Linked DNA regions of Mus musculus: regions 1 and 2 are each linked to region 3. Evidence: chromatin contacts called from public Hi-C and HiChIP or PLAC-seq data. All regions are on one chromosome and are shown on one strand. Each heading gives the region's core, a stretch centred on a gene start, on an enhancer-like site or on the middle of the called end of the contact. The rest is flanking DNA. Distances are from core to core; before and after follow the strand shown.

Region 1 (4,116 bases), core at 1,097-3,596, 220 kb before region 3:
TGGTTCCAGATTTACTTCTGGACGGTGCATTTTATGAGGCCTTGGAGAGTCTTACTGGGCAGTAGTGAAGATATCCTGAAGCTTGGAGGGTTTGCAGCTTCCGCCTTAGGCTGCAGAGAGAAGGATGCTTTTTAAGAGGCGGCTGCCTGTGTCTCACCTCGACTCCCAAGTGTGGCCTTGACCATCTTGACTGAATTCACCCTTGCCCTGGATCTACCTTCTGCTAGTTGGTCTCAAACACAGTACCTTGTCAGGGTCCTGGAGCTGATGGGACAGGGTAGCTAATTTGTCAACAGAATTCTTCCACCGTCCACAGTTTTGACCCTTGAGCTTCCTGTCTGCTCCCTAGGTAAGGCCAGCTCCTTACAGCGTCCAGCTGTTACAGTGGCTGTCCCTGTGCCCCTTTTCTGACAGGGTCCTGTGTCCCAGTTTTCTGCTCTACCTCATTTACAGCACGCACCACTCCCTCCTTAGCTTAGTCTATGTTGTTGAAGCAAGCGGGTGGGGGGTGTCTAGTCACCATCAGCTTTTTTTCAGCCTTTCTTTTTCAGAAGTTTTCTTTGTAAAGCATTGCCTGTGGGCCCAGCATTGTGATAGGTGCTAGGGAAACAGTGATGAAACAGAACAGACAAGAGCCCTGGCCTTTGGGGACAGTCACCAGATTAGAGAACTGATGGTGCACATTGTAATTACAGTAGTGCTGAGTGCTGTGCAGGAAGTGCAGGGACTGGGAGCCCCTGGGGTGACTAAGCCTGGCCTAGAGAATGTGTCCTACACACACTCTCTGCTGTGACGTGGGGTCCCCTTCTGCAGTTGCACATGCAGGCATAATGAGAACAGTGAACAGAAAGTCCAGTCCTTTGGAAAATGGTCCAGAGACCATTACGTTCCTTAGCCATAGCCTCTTGACACCTAGTGACGCAGGCAGCGTTCTGCTGACTTAGATCCCTGATGGCAGATGCTGCTCTGGTGTAGATCCCAGGTCAGCGGTATCTCCTCACAGTTTGAAGAAACAGAGCCGGCCAGATGTGGGGCCCTGAGCAAGCATACGTGGGAGGGTGGCAGAAAGAGGCAAGAGAAAGGGGAAAAGGGTGATCCTGCAAGTGCGGAGATCCATTATTGCAGGAGTATTCTTTCTCTACCTCCTCTGTGAGGCAGATACACCCTCGGTGCTCTCTCACTGGAACCGTCCCTCCCACCCCCAAACACACACACACACACACACACACACACACACACACACACACACACACACACACACACTGCTTCTCATTGTTTCTCACAGAGCCTTTCTCTAGAGTCATCCCCCAATGGCTGGTGTGAGGTCAGTGGACTCTGAACATTTCTTACTAGTCTTCTCTTCAGTGGAAAGAGAAGCAAGTCTCCCTTAATGTAAATCCACAGTTTTCTTCATCCCACCAGGTCCTTCCACCCACCTCTGTTGTTTTACATTGAAGACACTTGGACAGCCAGAAGTTAGTCCCTTGGACTGGCAAGATAGCTCAAGGAGTCAAAATACATGACATATAAGTCTAGTGACCTGAGTTCAATCACTGGAACCCAAATACGATAGAGAGAACTGACTCCAGAGTTGCTCACATACTTGTGCCTGAACATTCACACAAACTACCTAGTAGTGATGAAAATAGTCTGTGTTTTATGACTCAATGCTGAGCATTTTTGCTTGACATTATCGAGGAAAATGATCATTCAGACTTATAGGATGGGGGTGAGCAGAGACTATCACTGAATAGGGTGATAAGATGTCTGGGTGATGAGGGGATCTGAGTTGGGGCTTGTAAAGAAGCTTTCAGGTGGTGACTGGTGGATCCTCAAGAGCAGTGTCCTCTCCTACCAGGGCTTATACAGGGCAGGGTCACCAGGTATGTGTGAAGTCACCAGGATGGCCAAGTGGCTCCTGGGAGCTATTTCTCACACCCATTTTCCTCAGGGAATCATCTGGGGCTTGGTGACCCAGACAGGCTTTGTTTAGACCAGTGTTGCATGGTCCCTAGCAGCCACCCTGCCTGACACATCATCCTGTCCCGAGTAGAAGGAAGCACATGCCAACTCTGAAAGTCACATGCAGAGGCCCTGGGAGCCCAGATCTGTATACCTATACCTGAATCAGAACTTGTCTCTCTTGGCTTCAGGAGTCTAAACTGTCTAAACCAACCCCTTTGTCACACAGCCGTAGCCAGAACCCTCCTCCCTGTCTGTATCAGCAGGGAGGGCAGTCTTGATTTAGGGGTTGAAAATAGCAATGTCAGAGCTAGATTGGTAGCACTTGCCAGAGCAATGGGGCGGGTCCTGCCTGTGTGACTCATTTCCTTTGTATAGACAGCCACTTAGTGTAGCCAGCCAACTTCCTTGCCTCTGCTCTCTTCCATGTCTAGGCATAGAAAGGCAGAGAGAGCTTAGAACGGTGAAGAATAGGAACTAAACGATATTCTCATAGGCCTTCTGACTCCAGACCTCCCCAACTTCCCCTGTCAGGGAGCAGGATCTACTACTGGGGCTTCAAGGACCTGCTCAATGTGGGGAACAGAATTAGAAGCAATAATTTAGGTCTAAGCTCACACACCACACCTCCCTTACCCCATATCTCCAAGGCCACAGAGCCCGAAGTGCTGAGACACTTGTATTTCCACTTGCAAGAGAATCAAGTTGCACGCCCTCCTTACACCTTACATAGAAGCTGACTCAAAATGGGTCACAGAGATGTAAGCGCTAATAAGGCTCTTAGTAAAAAACGTGGGAGTAAATCTTGGTGACATTGGCTTCTGCGGTGGCTTCTGAGATAAGACAACAGGAGCACAAGCAGAAGACAAGCTGGCTAAATTAAGCTTAGGAAGAAAACATCTCAGAGCTCCAGAAGGTACCATTAAGAAGGAAAAAAGAAGAAGCCAGGCATGGTGGCTTGTGCCTGCGTCTCGTGCCTGAGAGTCCAAAGCAGGAGGCTCTTGCAAAGCTGCCCTGGGCTATGTAATGAGCTCTAGACCAACCTTGCCTATAGACATTGTCTCAAAAAGAAAAGGAAGGGAAGAGATAAGTAAAAAAAATAAAAGACAACACATAGAATAAGAGAAGTCATTGGTCAGTCAGATAGCCTGCTAAGGTTCTGGTACCCAGAATCTGCCCAGAACCCTTGTAATTTTTATTGATTTCCTAAGCAGTTATAACAAAGTAGCATAAATCAGATGGCTGGAAACAACAGTTGTGCAGTCCTTGCTAGTACTAGAAGCTGAGTGGAGAGCCAGATGTCGGCAGCAGTGGCTCCTCCAGACAGTGAGGGGTAATTTCTTCTTTCTCTCAGTTCTTAGTATTCTTGGCATAGGCTTGTAGGTTCATCACTCCAGTCCCTCCCTCCAGCATCCCATGCTTCTCTTCCACTTGACACTTTCCTCTGTGTGTGTGTCATCTCCTCTTCCCTTGTTTTGAACCAGGGTCTGTCCTGGAGCTTACTGTGTAGACTAAGCTGCCATAGAACTCACAGAGATCTGCCTGTCTCTGCCTCTAGAATTAAATGTGTGCTCCACTATGTCTGTCTCCTCTTTTTGTAAGTATATCAGTTCAGTTGGATGAAGGGCTCACCCTGCTCCACAACAGGGACATCTGAACTAGTTACTAGGGTTTACTAGTTAGTCAACCCTAACAACAAACCATAAGCCCAAATAAAAATAAAAATCTAAAGAAAAGTACTGATAACTAATACGAAAAGATGTTTTCTTGCCATTAGACATTAAGGAAATGCAAATCAAAACCACAGTGAGACAGCACTTCACAGATGAGCATGGCAGGAAGACTTCATGACAGAGATTGGAGAGGTTAGAAGGAAGCTGCTGGTGAGATGCTCGGCAGGTGTCTACTCAGTCCTGGCCACTGAGATTTAACCTCCAGGGCCCCCATACAGATGGAAGGAGAAACCTGACTAAAGTTGTCCTCTGACCTCCACGGGCATGCCCGCCCTCCCTGCCCCAGTAATAGCAACGCTGTACATTGCTGATGTGAATGTAAAATGGGTAAAGTGGTCTAATTTCATTATAGGTGAGCTGTAATGAAATATTTTTAAACTCTTAAAGGACTCCCTCATTCCTCTTTTCTTACAGAAAGGCA
Region 2 (4,320 bases), core at 1,332-3,831, 130 kb before region 3:
CAACGAAACCACATCTCCTCAGTTCTGGGGCTACGTGCTGCTGACACTCATGTCTTTAAAAGGGATGTGGGACTGCCACACCCGGGGATCCATCCCATAATCAGCCTCCAAATGCTGACACCATTGCATACGCCAGCAAGATTTTGCTGAAAGGACCCTGATATAGCTGTCTCGGGTGAGGCTATGCCAGTGCCTGGCAAACACAGAAGTGGATGCTCACAGTCAGCTATAGGATGGAACACAGGGCCCCCAATGGAGGAGCTAGAGAAAGTACCCTAGGAGCTAAAGGGGTCTGCAACCCTATAGGTGGAACAACAATATGAACTAACCAGTACCCACGGAGCTCGTGTCTCTACCTGCATATGTAGCAGAAGATGGCCTAGTCGGCCATCATTGGGAAGAGAGGCCCCTTGGTCTTGCAAACTTTATATGCCTCAGTACAGGGGAACGCCAGGTCCAAGAAGTGGGAGTGGGTGGGTAGGGGAGTGGGTGGGGGAGGGTATGGGGGACTTTTGGGATAGCATTGGAAATGTAAATGAAATAAATACCTAATTAAAAAAATAATAATTAAAAAAAAAGGGATGTGTGACCGAGGAGAGAGCTCGCCAGGTAGAAATGCTTGCTGCGACTGGAGTTGGAGCCCAGGAATCCACATCAAAAGCTAGATGTGGCCTGGTGGTGATGGTGCATGCCTTTAATCCCAGCACTCTGGAGGCAGAGGCAGGTGCCTCTCTGAGTTCAAGGCCGGCATGGTCTACAGAGTGAGCTCCAGGACTGCCAAGACTACACAGAGGAACCCTGTCCCCAAAACAAAACAAAACACAAAACAAAAGACAAAAACAAAAAAGGAAAAAAAGTTGAATGTTGGTGGTGTGCATCTGTAATCTCATCTGCAAGCCTACGGGACAGCTAGCCTCCAGGTCAGCAATAGAGCCATCAAGAGAGACCCACCTCAGCAAAATAGGAGGCAAGAACCAACTCCCAAACATTTTCCTTGAACCTCCACATGTGGCAAGTCCTCCCCCCCGCCCCCCGCCCCGCACACTAATATTTTGTAAAAATGAGATATACCTTATCAGTGACAGTCACTGGTATTTGGTGACACAGTAACGTAAAACTCTCCGGGACCAGACACCATGCTCATTACTTGCCCATGACTGGTTTTCACAGGCTTCCTGAGAACAGTTGTTTGTGGGTTTTGTTGTTTTGTTTGTTGAGACGCAGGCTCAGTATGTAGTCCTGATTGGCTACTCTTGATGGTCCTGCCTCAGCCTCCCAAATACGGGGACTACAGGTGTACATCACTACACCTAACAAAAAGGAGTTTTATCATATCTTTCCTCACGTCACAGATTGGTAAATTGAGACCCAGGATTTAAGGGGCCACAGTCAATGCCACCAGAGCTGCTGTGCTCACTTCCTGCCCTGGCTCCACCTAGACTGGTTCTCAGCCACAGTAGAGGAAATCCTACCTGGCTTTCTATGGATCCGCAAGAGTAAGGCCTGGCCTGCCCCGTTTGGCCTCCCTGGCTGGTTCCCCATTCTTCCTTCCCCTTGCTGAGCTGGCCCACAGATCCTCTCTCCTGACTACCACAGGTGACTCTGGAGCATCTTCTCTGCCTTATTTGATTGGCTGGGGCCTGAGTCAATAGCACAGCTCCTGTCTCTCCTGCCAGGTCAGGCACCTCGGCCTTCCGGTCTTGTTTCTGCTCTGTCTGTCTGTCCTGAAGCTGCCTGTCCTGTGGGTCTCACTCACCCTGACACTAGAGGGATGTTCCACCACCAGGCATTCTGCCTACGGCTTTGCATGGCCTGCCTCCCTCCATAGCTCCCCATGGAGCTGAGTGGAGTTCTTGCTCCCTGTACAATTTGCTTATTTAACACAGGGGCTCATTTTGTAGTCTAGACTGGCCTGGAATTGACTGTAGGCCTTAAATTTGCAGCAACACTTCTGCTTCAGCCTTCCAAGAGCTGGGATGATGGATGTGAGCTACCTCCCTTGGCTCATCATCCCTGTGGTGAACTTGGGACTCGGGTGGGTGAGCCAATACTTGATGAGATGAAATAGGAATACCTGAATTCCCAGACTAGCATTTCTGCTAAGCCCTTCTTCCAGGAAGGAAGTGTTAGCTGAATCCCTCCAGGCCTGGCACTGGGAGTGAAGTGGTGAGCTGGGCAGGTTACGACTTGGTCTCAGGGACCTCCTAAACCAGAGGGCTCTGTGTACCCACTCTCCCACACAGTAATGTGGGAGCTCCCTACACTGAAGGCTGTAAGGGAAGACAACAGGAGGCTGGAACTGGGCGAAGCTACAGGGCTTGCCTAGCCAGAGTAGCAGGAAGCCAGGAAAAGAAACCAGGAAAAGAGCCAGCTTGGCTCCAAGGACTCATGGCTGCTCAGACACTGTGCCTTGGGAGAGCCACTGCATGAAGATGCTCAGGTGAGCAGAGGAACAATGACGAGATCAGATCTGAGTCCTCGAGGGTACCAGCAGGGTGACAGGCGCTGCCACCTCACCCAGCCTTCCCAGCAGAGGAGGCGCTGAGCCACCTCGAGTCAAGGACTGTCTGCGTGTGCCACCCAGCCTCGGTTGGTTCTCAGGAAATGAGGAAATGAGGAGCCGGCAGAGTGGTTTAACTCAGTCAGAGGAGCTGGAAGGCGTCCATCCAGACCTCGATGAAATTAAAACCTTAGCCCCGACCAGCACTGCCAGACGGGAGTTGGTCTCGATGTCAACTTCTCTCACAAGTCCTGAGTCCAGCTGCTAAGCAATTAACACTCAGGAAGGACCCTTTCAGCCAAGCCAAATCTGCTGGAACGTTATACAGGAGATGATTTGTGACCACATTTCTATTTGTGAAATCACATATATTTAAAGGTAGTAAACTCTTTTCTAAAAGGAAACGGTAGCCTACGCCTTTAATTCCAGCGCTCAGGAAGCAGAGGCAGGCAGATTATTGTGAGTTCTGGGCCAGCCAGGATAACATAGTGAGACCCTGTCTCAAACAAACAAACAAACAAACAAACAAACATGCTGGGCAGGATGGTGCACACCTGGAATTCCCAACACTTGGTACACGGAGGCAGGAGGATCAAGAGCTGAAGGCCAGTCTTAGCTACTTAATAAATGTGACTACAGCCTAGGCTACATAATGGCCCTATCTCAAAGCAAGCAAACAAAAATAAATAAATTACGGAGCTGGAGAAATATCTCCATACCCCAAAGCAAGATACTGTAGAGCTGGGGCTCTCTTCTGCACGGGCTCAGAGACTCACACGCCATGAAAAGAGCCATGGTTTCCTCAGGTCAGGCCCTGATCAAACAGTGTTTCAGAGAAGAGCCGGAGGCAGGCAAGGCTTCTATGCCTTCATCCTAGAGCGGGAAATTAGAGCTTGGTGAGGCTACATTTTAAGTAGAGCAATACCCCCTGTGACATCTGAGGATTGGTTTCTGTGTTACATGTCCTGCAGGGAATGGAGTTTCTAGGGGACCAGAAAGCACTGGGACATCATTCCCCAAGGTGCTGACTGATCTACTAATCCCAGGAGGCATAGTATCCAGGACCCATAATCTTCAGGGGAGAAAAAATTCAACTGTATAACAACACATTTATATGATATTTCTTGTTTTAAAATAACGATTTTACTTGTTTTTGTCTCTGTGGGGTATGGATGGGATGGGGGAGACGGGTGTGCATGAAGACCGTGGCTTATGTGTAGAAGTCAGAGAATGACTTCCGTGAGGCAGTTCTCTTCTTCCACCATGTGGGTTCTACGGATTAAACTCAGGTCATCATCGATCTTGGCACTAAATGCCTCTACACACTGAGCCATCCCACCAACTCCTGTGTAATACAATTTTTTTTTAACTTGTGAGGGTGTATGTGCATGTTCGTGTGTGTGTGTGCGTGTGCCTGTGTGTGTGTACAGCTGTATGTGCACATTTATATGCACATACAGCTGGAGGCCTGAGGTCATTGTCAGGTGTCGTTCCTTGGTAGCCATCCATCTTGTTTTGTGAGACCGGTCTCTTACTGGGACTTATGGTTTGCCAGTTAGGTGAAGCTGGCAGGTCAGTGAGCCCCAGGGATCCAGTTCAGCCTCTCCCGTGCTGGGACCTCAAGTGTGTGCCACCACATTTGTCTCTTATGGCTTCTTATTTTCTTTTAAGATTTATTTATTTATTTATTTATTTATTTATTTATTTTATGTAAGTACACTGTAGCTGTCCTCAGACACACCAGAAAAGGGAGTCAGATCTCGTTACGGATGGTTGTGAGCCACCATGTGGTTGCTGGGATTTGAACTCCTGACCTTCAG
Region 3 (4,513 bases), core at 1,337-3,836:
ATTTATTTATGTATTTATGTATTTATGTGTTTATTTGTTTGTTTGTTTGTTTGTTTAAAGATGGAGTTCTTTGACCCAGGCCTGCCACCATGCCCCAGTTTATGCAGTGCTGGAGATAGACCAGCATTCTACCGACATCCCCAGCACCTTTTTTTTTTTCTTAAACCAAAAACTAGTCAAGAACAGTTGAGGGCCTGCCCAAGGCTAGAGAAGGTGGGAACACGTGGGGTTTTGGGTTTTTTGTTTGTTGTTTGGTTGGTTTTTTTGAGACAGGGTTTCTCTTTGTTGACCTGGCTGTCCCAGAACTCACTCTGTAGACCAGGCTGGCCTCAAACTCAGAAATCTGCCTGCCACTGCCTCCCAAGTGTTAGGATTAAAGGCGTGCACCACCACTGCCCAGCCGGGGTTTTGGTTTTCAAGGGGAGGTGGGAACTGGCCCCAGTTACCAGTGAGGTACTGGAGAAACAGTGGCGCCACCACATGGACAGGAGGAAAGGGGAAAAAATGACTGACAGAAACAATGCCTCCATTCCAGATCTTCCAGCTCTGAGCAACATTGCTGAGGGAGTCTGGGCAGGAGGTGGAGTCAGAAACAACAGAGGACAGAGGGCTGGGCGCTGAGTGGCAGGCCCGAGGGGCGGGGGAGGCAGGGGCGCTGGGACCCAAGTCAACAGCCAGGAGAATCCAGGAGTGGTGGCCTGGGCTTGTAACCCCCACCCCACCCCAAACAAACAGAAGGACCTCTGGGGTTTCTGGCCAGCCAGCGGGGCCCCAGTGTGGAAACCTGTCTCAAAAATTAAGGCAGGCAGATTTCTTGAGGAAGGACTCCCAAGGCTGACCTCTGATGTCTACACACATGCGAGCACACAGGTACGCACACCTGCCGCTGCACACGCATGTGCGCTCACACTCACACGCCCCAAATAAGAGAAAGCCAGGCATGGAAGCAAGTGCCTTTAATCACAGCACTCAGGAGGCAGAGGCAGGCAGATCTCTGAGAGTCTGGGGCCAGCCAGGGTAACGCTCGAGTCCCTCGTCTCAAAATAAGTAAAGAAATCAAAGGAAAAAGACAGACATGATGAACGGACATCTGATCCCAGTCTAGCTGGTGCACCAGAGGAAATAAAGAGTCTGTGAGAAAAGAGACTCGCCGAGCACTGGGTACCACTGGATAAGTTAGTGTTAAGTTCCTGAAGGTGAAAAGGCCATGCTGATGCAAGACAGAGCTCTTGGGAAATAAATGCCCACTGCAGTATTTGCCAGCCGAGGGTCATGTGCTCGAGGCCCGGCTGGTGATTAAGTGGCCTTTAGTGAGTGCTAAGCACAGGCCCTCCGGCCTCCTCCTCAGAAGTCTTAGAATATATTTAATACACAGATAAAAGAGAACAAATAGGGCAAAATTTTAACGAAATCATTTTTTAAAACTTTTCTATAATCTTCCATATCCTAATAGCCACCCAAGTATGAGTTCAGATCACAACACTCACTACAAAAATAAAAAATAAAAAATAAAAAAACAGTATTCGTAGTGTCCGCCTGTAATCCAGAGTTGGAGAGGAGGAGAAGCCGGATCTCTGAGGCTGATCATCTAGCCAGTGCAGCCAATCAGTGAGCTCTAGATTCAGGGAAAGAAAATTCAAGTAAGGGCCTTAGGAAGTAAGGGTGCCTGCTGCCAAGCCTGCCGACTTGAGTTTAATCCCTGGGACCCACATGGTGGAAAGAGAGAACAGCACACATGCACACACACATACACACACAAACACACACACACACACACACACACACACAATATATATATATATATATATACATATATATATATATACACACATATATATACATATATACACACATATACATATACACACATATACATACACACACACATATATATACATATATACACACATACATATACACATAAATATACATATATACACACATATACATATACACACATATATATACACACATACACACACATATACATATATACACACATACATATATACACACATATACATATACACACATATACATATATACATACACACACACACACATATATATATATATATATATATTTTTTTTTTTTTTTTTAAGTACTCCAGTGGTGATGCCGGTGGTGATGGTGGTAGCTGTGCATACCTTCAACCTCAGCACTCAGAGAGCAGAGGCAGGAGGGTCTCTTCGGTTCAAAACCAGCCTGGTCTAAGAGCAAATTCCATGACATCCAGGGCTCACAGAGAAACTGTGCCTTTCGGGGAGGGGGGTGGCAATTAAGGTGAAAGAGCCTGGAAGGTGGCTCAGCAAGTGTGAAGCCTGGTAGGTGAGAAGAGACTCCTAAATGTTGTACACACACACACGCTTTGCCACACACAAAAATTATCCAAGTAGCATAGGTCTGGAATCCCAGCAGAACAGCTCCAAGTCTCAGGTTTACCCGAGCTGTGGAGCAAATTCAAGCCACTCGTGAGACCCATCTCAAAAGTAAAAATACAGCTAGCCTGACATGGTGAAGCAGGCCTTGTGAACTGAAGCCAGCCTGGTCTACAATGTGAGCTCCAGGACAGTCAGGCTAAAGAGACTGCACAGCGGTACTGTGCTTGCTAGCATGCGCGAAGTCCTGAGTTCAATCCACTCTAGCCTCAAAGTCTGCAGGCAAAAAAAAAAAAAAAAAAAAAAAAAAAAAAAAAAAAAAAAAAGCAAAACAGCTATCCAAACCAGGAATCTCCCAAAGTTAGAGATGTTATTGTTTATTTCGCTTCCAGAGCTGGCCGAGAACCAGCAGTGTCCCGGGAGCACGCGGTAGAATGAGGGGCACAGGTGGCCGGAAAGGCAGAGTCCTCTCGCTTCAGAGCATTCCTGCCTGCCGACATTTTCTGATCTGACAGCTGGAGTGGCCAAGGACCCAGGCCAGGACTCACCGACAGGGTCCCCGGGCTGTGCGGACCCGGACGGCAGGTGGCGCTGTTGAGTCAACACTGGCAGAACCTGACTGAGCGCCATGGGAACCTGGAGCGGGTCAGCCATTGGATTTTCTTCCAGAACCCAGGGCCCAGGAGCTGTGTGTAGCCTCGCTGACACTCCCCGGACCCGGCCTCCAGCTCTCAGGCTGCCAGCCTTTCCTATGACTTCCCTCCCTACAGCCGATGCCCCAAGGCCACCAACCCCTCACAGGATGCCAAGTGGAGGACAGAGGAGGAGGCATGGGCAGGCTTCATTCAATTCCTGGCTCTAGAGTCTAAGTAGCAAATTAATCTTCCCCTTCCCTCCGCCCTGTCCTCCCTCCTCCCTTTCCTCCTCCTGGGCAGCTCTATCTAAGTCGTTCAAAACAAACATGTTTTCAGCCCATCCCACGCTTGCCCTGCTGGGACCTATTCAGAAACGCTAAGTCCTGGACTCCAGTTCCTTCTGTGGGATCCAGGGGGCAGGGTAGACATGGGAAAGGGCTGACAGCAGGTCTAGGTGCTGGGGTGGAGGAGGGGCAGGCAATACAGTCTTCCTGCAGTCTCCGAAGCAGGGACTTTCAGCTCTCTACTGGCCTACCCACGTTCAGCTCTCTGCTGGCCTTCCACAACTTTTCTGAGTTCCCTTCGGGAGATTTACCCGATGCACCGATGCACGCAAGGCTGACAGAGCTTGTCTGGGACCACCAAAGGTGCCAATATCTATGGTGACTTGTGCAAAGGTCCAGGTCTACCAGTGCTTTTTAGTAACATTTCCCAACATCGCGGGACTCCTCGTTCTTCTTTGGGATCAGCAGTTTACCTGGGATAAAATTCCCTTACTGAATTTGTCTCACCAGACCCATCCAGTGTTCTTCTTCCTGGGGCCTTACTTCTACCGGGACTGGGGGACAGGGAGGCCAAGACCCTGTAATAGGCTCACAGTGTGTTCTTTTTCAAATGTATCTTATTTATTTATTTATTTATTTATTTATTTATTTTAGGTTTTTCAAGATAGGTTTTCTCTGTGTAGCCTTGGCTGTCTTGGAACAGACCAGGCTGGCCTTGAGCTCAGAAATCTACCTGCTTCTGCCTGAGTGTTGGGACTAAAGGTACCACCACTGCCAGGCTCTTAAAAGAAATTCTTTAGGTGACAGAATTTGTCCTTGGCATTTAAGAGACTTCTGGGCAGAGGAGGAAAGAGGGGAGGAAAAGAAAAATAGAGGGGACAAGGATAAGGAGGAGGGAAAGATTATTTTGACTTTTTTTTTTTAATTGTGACTTCTTTAGAGTCAATTTCTCATGCATAAAATACAGTTGACATAGTGGTAGCAGTGGTGTCCTTAATCCCAGCACCTAGGAGGCAGAGACAGGCAGATCTTTGTGATTCTGAGGAATGTCTGCTCTACATAGTGAACTCCAGGCCAGCCAAGAGCTAACCGAGTAAGCCTCTGACAAAACAAACATGGAAACCTCATCCTAATGAAGCTGACGTGAGAAAAATAAAAGATGGGTTTCAAGCACTTGGTCATGACCTTTAACCTGGTTGGGGGGGGTGTCTTTGT

What was found. A called contact is a pair of places that touch in the nucleus more often than the background predicts. HiChIP or PLAC-seq counts read pairs in DNA pulled down with a chosen protein or histone mark.
Region 1: a contact with region 3 is called in an HNF4G HiChIP or PLAC-seq map of pancreatic cancer cells. The contact joins two enhancer-like sites. A contact is called at or near these places in 3 of 39 promoter capture datasets (the C10 cell line, HPC-7-derived erythroid cells and second pharyngeal arch cranial neural crest), 1 of 15 datasets of contacts at CTCF or cohesin (the NIH/3T3 cell line), 4 of 484 Hi-C or Micro-C datasets (the AML12 cell line, the N1E-115 cell line, cortical neurons and 1 more), 3 of 115 datasets of contacts at active chromatin or transcription factors (embryonic stem cells, microglia and pancreatic cancer cells) and 2 of 9 other capture datasets (adipose tissue and liver).
Region 2: a contact with region 3 is called in a Hi-C map of bone marrow-derived macrophages, with 42 read pairs. The contact joins two enhancer-like sites. A contact is called at or near these places in 5 of 39 promoter capture datasets (the C10 cell line, the HPC-7 cell line, liver and 1 more), 4 of 15 datasets of contacts at CTCF or cohesin (CD8 T cells, large pre-B cells, pro-B cells and 1 more), 59 of 484 Hi-C or Micro-C datasets (B cells, the C10 cell line, the C2C12 cell line and 39 more) and 10 of 115 datasets of contacts at active chromatin or transcription factors (CD4 single positive thymocytes, the HPC-7 cell line, a beta-TC-6 cell line and 5 more).

Annotation. Positions count from the first base shown.
Region 1 is chr11:103,380,346-103,384,461 of GRCm38.p6, reverse strand. It overlaps Plekhm1 (pleckstrin homology domain containing, family M (with RUN domain) member 1), which reads left to right. Exons shown (of 12, transcript NM_183034.2): 6 at 4,110-4,116. Among named protein-coding and RNA genes, the nearest start is that of Arhgap27, 19 kb to the right of the region's middle. Within about 2 kb of position 2,346, at least 235 of the 459 cell types and tissues checked have an H3K27ac peak or open chromatin away from gene starts, as enhancers often do. A contact at or near this core is called in the N1E-115 cell line, the NIH/3T3 cell line, adipose tissue and 2 more, where this site is marked.
Region 2 is chr11:103,286,797-103,291,116 of GRCm38.p6, reverse strand. No RefSeq gene overlaps it. Among named protein-coding and RNA genes, the nearest start is that of Map3k14, 22 kb to the right of the region's middle. Within about 2 kb of position 2,581, at least 30 of the 459 cell types and tissues checked have an H3K27ac peak or open chromatin away from gene starts, as enhancers often do. A contact at or near this core is called in the C2C12 cell line, the G1E-ER4 cell line, bone marrow-derived macrophages and 1 more, where this site is marked.
Region 3 is chr11:103,157,639-103,162,151 of GRCm38.p6, reverse strand. No RefSeq gene overlaps it. Among named protein-coding and RNA genes, the nearest start is that of Gm51919, 11 kb to the left of the region's middle. Within about 2 kb of position 2,586, at least 160 of the 459 cell types and tissues checked have an H3K27ac peak or open chromatin away from gene starts, as enhancers often do. A contact at or near this core is called in the C2C12 cell line, the G1E-ER4 cell line, the N1E-115 cell line and 6 more, where this site is marked.